Regions from separate parts of the Danio rerio genome. Here region 1 is linked to region 2. A link is a contact called in public HiChIP or PLAC-seq data. All regions are on one chromosome and are shown on one strand. The core of a region is the stretch at or near the end of the contact, and the rest is flanking DNA. Distances in the headings are between cores, read along the strand shown.

Region 1 (3,707 bases), core at 325-2,824, 170 kb after region 2:
CACTCTATAAATTACCAGACCCTGGATTCAGCTAAATTTTCAACTGAAGAAATAAAGTCACCTATATCTTGGATGACTTAAAGGTGAGTAAATTAGCAGGAAATTTTCATTTTCGAGTGAACTATCCCTTTAGTGTAGTGGTGGAGGAATCAAGTATAACTTCTATATTTGGTCCATAATGAAGAGTTCCACTGTTGCATGATTCAACTCACCTGTTTAAAGTACTGAGCGGGAGCAGCGACTGCTCCAGTCTCTTTCAGGTACTTCTCCCAACTAAAATGACCTTAAAAATTAAGCAAACATGTCAGTATTAAATGTAGTGCATTAAAATCTAAACCTGAAGGATGAATATCAAAAATGACAAAAATGAAAATATTAAGAAATAAGTAGCCTATATCTAACCAGAGTGAGATTTAAATGCTGAATATATTTCTAATTAGGTTTCTGACTTAAAGCAGCGAATTTGCTACCTTGAAACTGTGAAGGCACACAAGGGGGGCGACCACTGCGAGGGTGCTTGATACGTTTGCCATCTTTCCACTCATTAGCTACCGGCAGAAGAAAACACTTGGTAATCATTTGCCACCTTTATAATTAAATCTTAACCACAAATCACAATATAAAATCTAATATTATTAATAATAAATGTAAAAAGGGACATTTCTGTACCTTATATAAGTATTTATTTATATGTATTTTTATTGTGCAGACTAGTTATTTTATATTAGTGTTATATATTTGATTATTTTTTATTTGATTAGACCTGAACCTGGAGTTCATACAAGACTGTTTAGCAATTAATCAGAACTTATCATAGTAACACAGTGACACTGTGCGCTATATTACTAATAAAGTACTAAAAGTCTGATATTTTCTACAAAACTATGCATTTGTAAATAATGTACTAACAATGTAATAAAAATCTTACCTTTCTGTGGTACCGGTTTCTTCATGATCCAGCTTTTTAACCTCTCTGCAATTAGAAAAACACAAAACTGTAATATCTGAAGGATTTTAATTTTCCCCATCAGTCTGTATTAACGTTGGATGGTTCAGTCTTTCCTGTATGTACTAGTCAGCTGTCACTATTTTCTCATAGTCAACATGCTGAACGGTTAACCATGAACCACTGGCAGCTATATTGCCCAAAGGACAATGAAATTGACATCGATAACAGAACTAGCCAAAAGGTATTTTTTTCTTACACAAACTGATTATTATTTTCCCATCTGTAATGACCTAATGGGTCGTTGGGTCAAACGCTAAACAAGCATCACTGACCCAAAAGGTCAATGTGAAGTGGTAAACAACAAGAGACATGTCTGGGCAGCGCTATTACTGAATTCATATGTAGCTGGATAATAACATAATAACAACAATACAATAAACACGGTAGCATCCCGTTTATCCACGCTCGTCGTTCTTCAACACAAGTTGATTTGCTCGCTCGCATCTGGTCATTTCAGCTTTTAAACACCCCTCCTTTATGGATAAGCACAGAATAAATCAATAAAACTATCTGTACGCGAAGAGATACCTCAAAAGATGGCTTCCTGTCTCCCGGTTTTCCAGTTCTCTGTTCAAAAGCAGGGCGCCTTTGAGCGCCAAACACACAGTCCCTCCCTCTCCATAAATGACAGCGACAGGATTTGAATCATCCAAAAGCTTCGAATCTTTTGAATCATTTTCCTGTAATGATTCACTCCAACAGCGCTCTTAAAAATGCTAAAGAAATGACTCGGTTCGTGGATATGAATGATTCGTTTGCTTAAAAGACTCGTTCACAAACCAAACACTACTACAACCCTCATTACACTGGGACGCTACACACGTCCAACTGGACAACTCAAACAGATCATTATTATTCATTCTTTCTGACATTTAAAATCATACCAAAGTTTTCGAAGATGCTTCATTTTCATTTCACTATAGAAAAGGATAACTTTTAAATAATATACGACATACAAAACAGCACACTCAGATTCATAACAAACATGCTTCTTTGCTACGTAGCGTCATGTCGTGTTTCGTAACGGACTTCATCATTGAATATTACGCTTCTTTGCGCTTGCCCACGATCACAATAAACAAAATTTAAAGTATACTTATTCGGGTAACACTGTAATTGTACAGCAATACGTCACCTCCAATGCGTATACAACAATATTTAGCTTAAATGCTAACACCTATAACACACTCTGAGTCACTTTTTGTGTTTTTTCTTAACGTTTTTAACAACTTTTAAAAAAGTGATGTAGTAGTTATCGCGGACGGTATGAAGGGGTGTGTTTACCTGGCGCGGGAAGGTTTTTGTGTGATTTCTCAAGTGTGAGGGTTAGTGTTTATCCGCCATGTTTTAGTGCGCGTGTAGTCTAGTGTGTGTGTCAGGAGCTGCGCGTGCAGAGGGGAGGGGCAGCACGCGACTGTGCGGGACGATTACACTATCAGATGGGTCAAGAAGACACTACCCAGATAGCAAAATACACTCGGGCCAGTTCCGGCCAGATTGTCGCCTGCCGGAGACTAACACCTCGGCCCAACTTCGGCTGCCGGACTCGGGCCGGATGCCTGTGGACTCACTGCCCGATTCCGGCCCGAATCAAGCGGGCCAGATGCGGCGGCCGTAAGCGAGCCGACGCTGCGCATCCGCGCCGGAATCGGCGCGAGGGTAATGTGCGCTGCGGCCCGGAGCTGGCGCGACTCCGTATTTATACACCTTATAAAACCTTTTGGTATTACATTGGTACTTGATATATGGTATTACAACCATTTGAATTTATATAACAGCAAACACAGGCTATAATGTAAACACAAAGTGTAAGCACTGTGTTTAACCTTTGAATAAAGTGCAAACTGCATACATATTCTGTAACGAAAATAATCAGACAAATGACAAAATAAATAAATGTTAAAGGTTTATTGATTGCATGAAAAAAATAGTACTAAAATTTTATAAATAATTTTGTAGTGCACAAGAATATCAATATAAAAACAACAATAAAACAACACAAAAAGACACACAGAAAGATTTAAACAAAAAAATCTAAAAATTACACACAAACACAGATGTTTTTTAAAACAACCCTGTTTTCCCAATAGACTTGAATTAAAAATTTGTAAAAAAAAAAAACAGCTAAATTTTATATAAACCTAAATATAGAAACCAATTTAAGATATAGCAAGAAACATCTTAAAAATACCAATGACAATCCGTAAAATATCCAAATCAAACTTGTAAAAAGTACTGCAGAATTCTGAAGAAACATCTTGAAACATTTTTTAATAAAACATTAAAATAATAATAAACAAACATATATATATATATATAATATATATATATATATAATATATATATATATATATATATATATATATATATATATATATATATATATATATATATATATATGTATATATATATATATAATTGCAGAAGTATAAAGTCAAAAACTTTTTTTTAAATAAACTTGAACAAAATCAATTGCACAAACAGCAAGACATGAGTGAGATGATTATACATTTCATATATATACACGTCTTGTGCAATTTTATATTTATAATTTTATTTGTATTACGTTTATTAAAAATGTATCAAGATGTTTCTTCAGAATTTGGCGCACACACACACATACATACATACCATACATATATACACACACACACACACACACACACACACACACACACACACATATATATATATAAAT
Region 2 (3,699 bases), core at 1,093-3,592:
AACAAACTGACTAGTCAACAATGAATGTGTGAGAACACTTTTGAACATCATCAATAATAAGACACACGTACTTCTTCCACATCCTCATCAAGTTGCTCATTAGGGTCAATTTCTCGAACAAGGTCCTGCAGCTTCTTCTTACTGAGCACCTGTAGGGAGGACAATAAAAATACATAAATGTCAATATATTTTTAAATTGGCTTAAAAAAGTCTATTTTCACATATAGGTCTATCGCAAATATTGATTATTTGTCTGATCTTTGTTATTTGATCTACTTTCAGGTGTTGAAAACAGGTTTTTTTTTTTTAAATGAGGGAAATTAAGTGCATAAACAAATTAACATGCTTAATATACATTTTACCTGTAAATGACAGCTTGTTTTATTTCTGTGAAGACCAAACTAACAGAGAACCAAAGATCTTCTTTCCCACATATATTGTTATATTATAATATCATATAACATTATGATTGCTTGGTTTTATATGATTTTTTATTTTAATATAAAACGGACCAAGACTCAAAATTTTAACTAAAAAAATACAATTTGAATCTTAACATTTACCACACATTAATATAATTTAAATATAAATATAATTAAAATGGAATTTAAATTTAATTCTAATTTTTATATTATTTTCCATAGTTTTAAAGCCATACTGGCCTATATTTAATCATGTTTCAAAGCAAAATAAAAAGTATATATGTATATAAATAAATAAAATTATTCTAAACTGTTAAAAATCTAAATATTTTTAAAATTATTTGCTTGATTAGTAATCATCAACACAAAATTTTCAATCATGATAGGTATACTGCTACATCCAAAGCTACGGAAGAGTAGAAGTGCAAATCATGATAGATTGAATGAAGCAAAAATGTTTTGACAAAAATAGTCAAACAAATAGTTTTTAAAAACATTTTATTTAACGTTACACAGTTTATTATAGTTGCTACTTTTTATTTTGCTTTGAGACAAGGTTAAATAAGCCAATATGATTTTACATTAATAATGGGGAAAAATGTTATATTTAAAAATTAAATTTATATTCAATTTAAATTGTTATTAATTTTAAACTATATTAATGTAGTTAAATGTTAAGATTTAAATTAGATACTGTTTTGTTTCATTTTTTAATCTAGGTTCTTTTTACATATATAATATAATATAATATAATATAATATAAGTTTTAAAGAAGAGCTTCGACTGTGTATTTGCTTTCTTCTCTAGGTTTCCGCAGAAATGAAATAAATGATCATTTAGAGGAAGGAATGTTTTTATGCATGTTCGTGTGAAAGTAAAAGTTGGTTCGCACATTCAAACTTTCTCAATAATATAATTTCAGAAAAGTATTCTTTGCAAATTCTAATAGTAGAAATCTTATTAGTAGCCAATGACTATCAAAGTACAACATTGTTCACAGTCAATTAAATAGTGCTAATATTCTTTTGTAGTCATACTTTGATGCAAGTACAGACTGAATATTCGTAGTAAACAATATAGGGACCGTCTTACTGAACAAATATCCGAAAATAAAACCAACGTTACCTCAGTCTTATAATAGCTGTACAGTCTGACCCACCTGAGGTCCTTCTGGGCTCAGTCTGCCTGCTGGTCCGGGGGTGCCGGGCAGTTTCCCCGGAGCGACCGTGCTGTTGGCCATGCTGCTGGACAGCGGCGGTGTTGAAGAGGCTTCTGCTTTCACAACCGTGTAGAAATTCGAGCGACTGGTCTGTGCTGGATACTGGGTCATACTATGCTAATCAAGAGATGTCAAATGTCACAAGCCTCTTCAGAACTAGTGGGAGTTTTAAATCAGCTGCAGAAAAAAGATATTAAGAGTTCAACTGAGTTTAATCAATGCATAAATACATTAAGGATATTAAACGGCTGTTTTAAGTAAGTTATATCAACGAAGTGAAGAACTTTTAGCTCGATAGAAATAAACATCACCGAACTGTCATTTGCTGTATATGCTAGCGTTAGCCTTTTTGCTTCGCCAGTGTGTTATGACATAATTCACTTAAACTAATTGATAATGTAAGTGTTATGCTGATATTAATGTGATATAATGCAAATTACCAAATAAGTATGGTTTTTAGTCTGAATTTCTTCATAGTTGTTGTTTTTAATCATCACACTGTAGCTTAACATATTAGCAGCTAACATTAGCGAGAAAAACATTCGTGCCAATACACGTCTCGCGATGCTTTCCTTTTGTTTGATGTAATTCCGTTTAATTGTTAATCGTTGCAGTACCTGATGCAAATAATTCTGTATTATCTTTCCATCTTCGACGTTTAAGGTCTGGAAATATGCACAAGCCCTTCCAAGTTGTTTTTCCTTCTACAAGCGCCTCTTCTGACGAACGGAGCTCAACCGAAGTATCGCGAGATCTCAAAAGTCTTACAAAATAAAAGCACAGAGAAGTTGATGAAGCCTTCTGGAAAATGATCTCTTCCAAATTGTTATTTTATTTGGTAAAGTAATAGTTATAAGTGGTAGAGTGCTCTCTCTCTATATATAAAAATCCCCTAGTTTGTAAAAACAATCAATTTACATATGTATTTGCATAGACAAGTTCAGTGAGCCATTTTAAACACAGCTCATTGTTATTAATGTCAACTCCTGATAAAACCATCCAAGTAATACTAGTTATGATACTCGAAATACAATAAATGTTAAATATTTCATAAAACTTTTAATATATAATATTTCAGCTAGTTCTGTATAATAAAAAATTACTTTAATATACAAATTAAAATTATTAAAACACATTATTTCTAAAATTTTAATTAATTAAATAAATTAAATTAAATGAAAATGTACAATGAATAACTATAAATTATCACTTCTATACCACTGTACACAACACACTTGTTCACATTTTAAAACCAACACATTAGCATTGTTATCCATTTATTTAAATTCATACATTCATATCATAAAACGTCATTCATGTGTTTTTATGATTAGGTGGGTTTTTCCTTTTTAAGAAAGCGATGGGAATTTGAATTCAGAGATTTCCGAGTCTGGTGAACTAGTGCCGCTTCGGTCACTGTATGCGTCTCTGAGAGAGAAAAGGAAAACAAGATAATAAGACAACTTACACAGTATACTGCATGTCTCCACTTTAAATTAATTTAGGATGATATGAGTTTAAGAAGCAACAAACCGAGGTGAGAGCCTGCATCCTTTCTGGAGGTAGTTTTGCAGTTTCCCAGACGCTGCCAGCAGAAGGCCGAAATACGGTGGTGAGGGTTTGATCGGGCGAGAAGTGAATTCTGGATGGTACTGCACTCCAACAAAATACGTGTGATCTGTTTGGACAGAAGAAATCAGTTGAAATGAGCACTGACTGACCGCTTTTTCAAATACTAGACGATCACTGACCTTCAAGTTCAATGATCTCCATCCGCTCCCCCTCTAGGTCCTGACCCACAAATCGAAAACCTCTATCCTCGAAGTGGTGCTTCAGTTCTGGATTCACCTGGAAAAAAATGCAAAGATTACTAACATGAATAAATAGAAAACAAAACATTTACGGTATTTTAGAGTAGATCTTTATTGCAAACCTCAAAGCGGTGTCGATGCCTTTCGTCCACGTATTCAGCATCTCCATACAGCTTTCCTACAACAATATAATTCAAATATTATCTATATGCACTTATTTAAATAGAATGTACATTTATATTTGTGA

What was found. HiChIP or PLAC-seq counts read pairs in DNA pulled down with a chosen protein or histone mark.
Region 1: an H3K4me3 HiChIP or PLAC-seq map of gastrula embryo shows a contact between it and region 2, with 4 times the contacts expected there. The contact joins the promoter of scmh1 here to the promoter of taf12 in region 2. A contact is called at or near these places in 3 of 4 datasets of contacts at active chromatin or transcription factors (caudal fin, embryo and gastrula embryo).

Annotation. Positions count from the first base shown.
Region 1 is chr16:38,842,915-38,846,621 of GRCz12tu, forward strand. scmh1 (Scm polycomb group protein homolog 1) reads right to left here and starts at 1,575. Exons shown (of 4, transcript NM_001089484.1): 1 at 1,538-1,575; 2 at 929-973; 3 at 213-283. The coding sequence starts at 953.
Region 2 is chr16:38,670,500-38,674,198 of GRCz12tu, forward strand. taf12 (TAF12 RNA polymerase II, TATA box binding protein (TBP)-associated factor) reads right to left here and starts at 2,343. Exons shown (of 6, transcript NM_198368.1): 1 at 2,259-2,343; 2 at 1,582-1,818; 3 at 72-149. The coding sequence starts at 1,752. ctps1b (CTP synthase 1b) reads right to left here. Exons shown (of 17, transcript NM_001111247.1): 14 at 3,575-3,630; 15 at 3,393-3,489; 16 at 3,175-3,319; 17 at 2,904-3,069. The coding sequence ends at 2,991.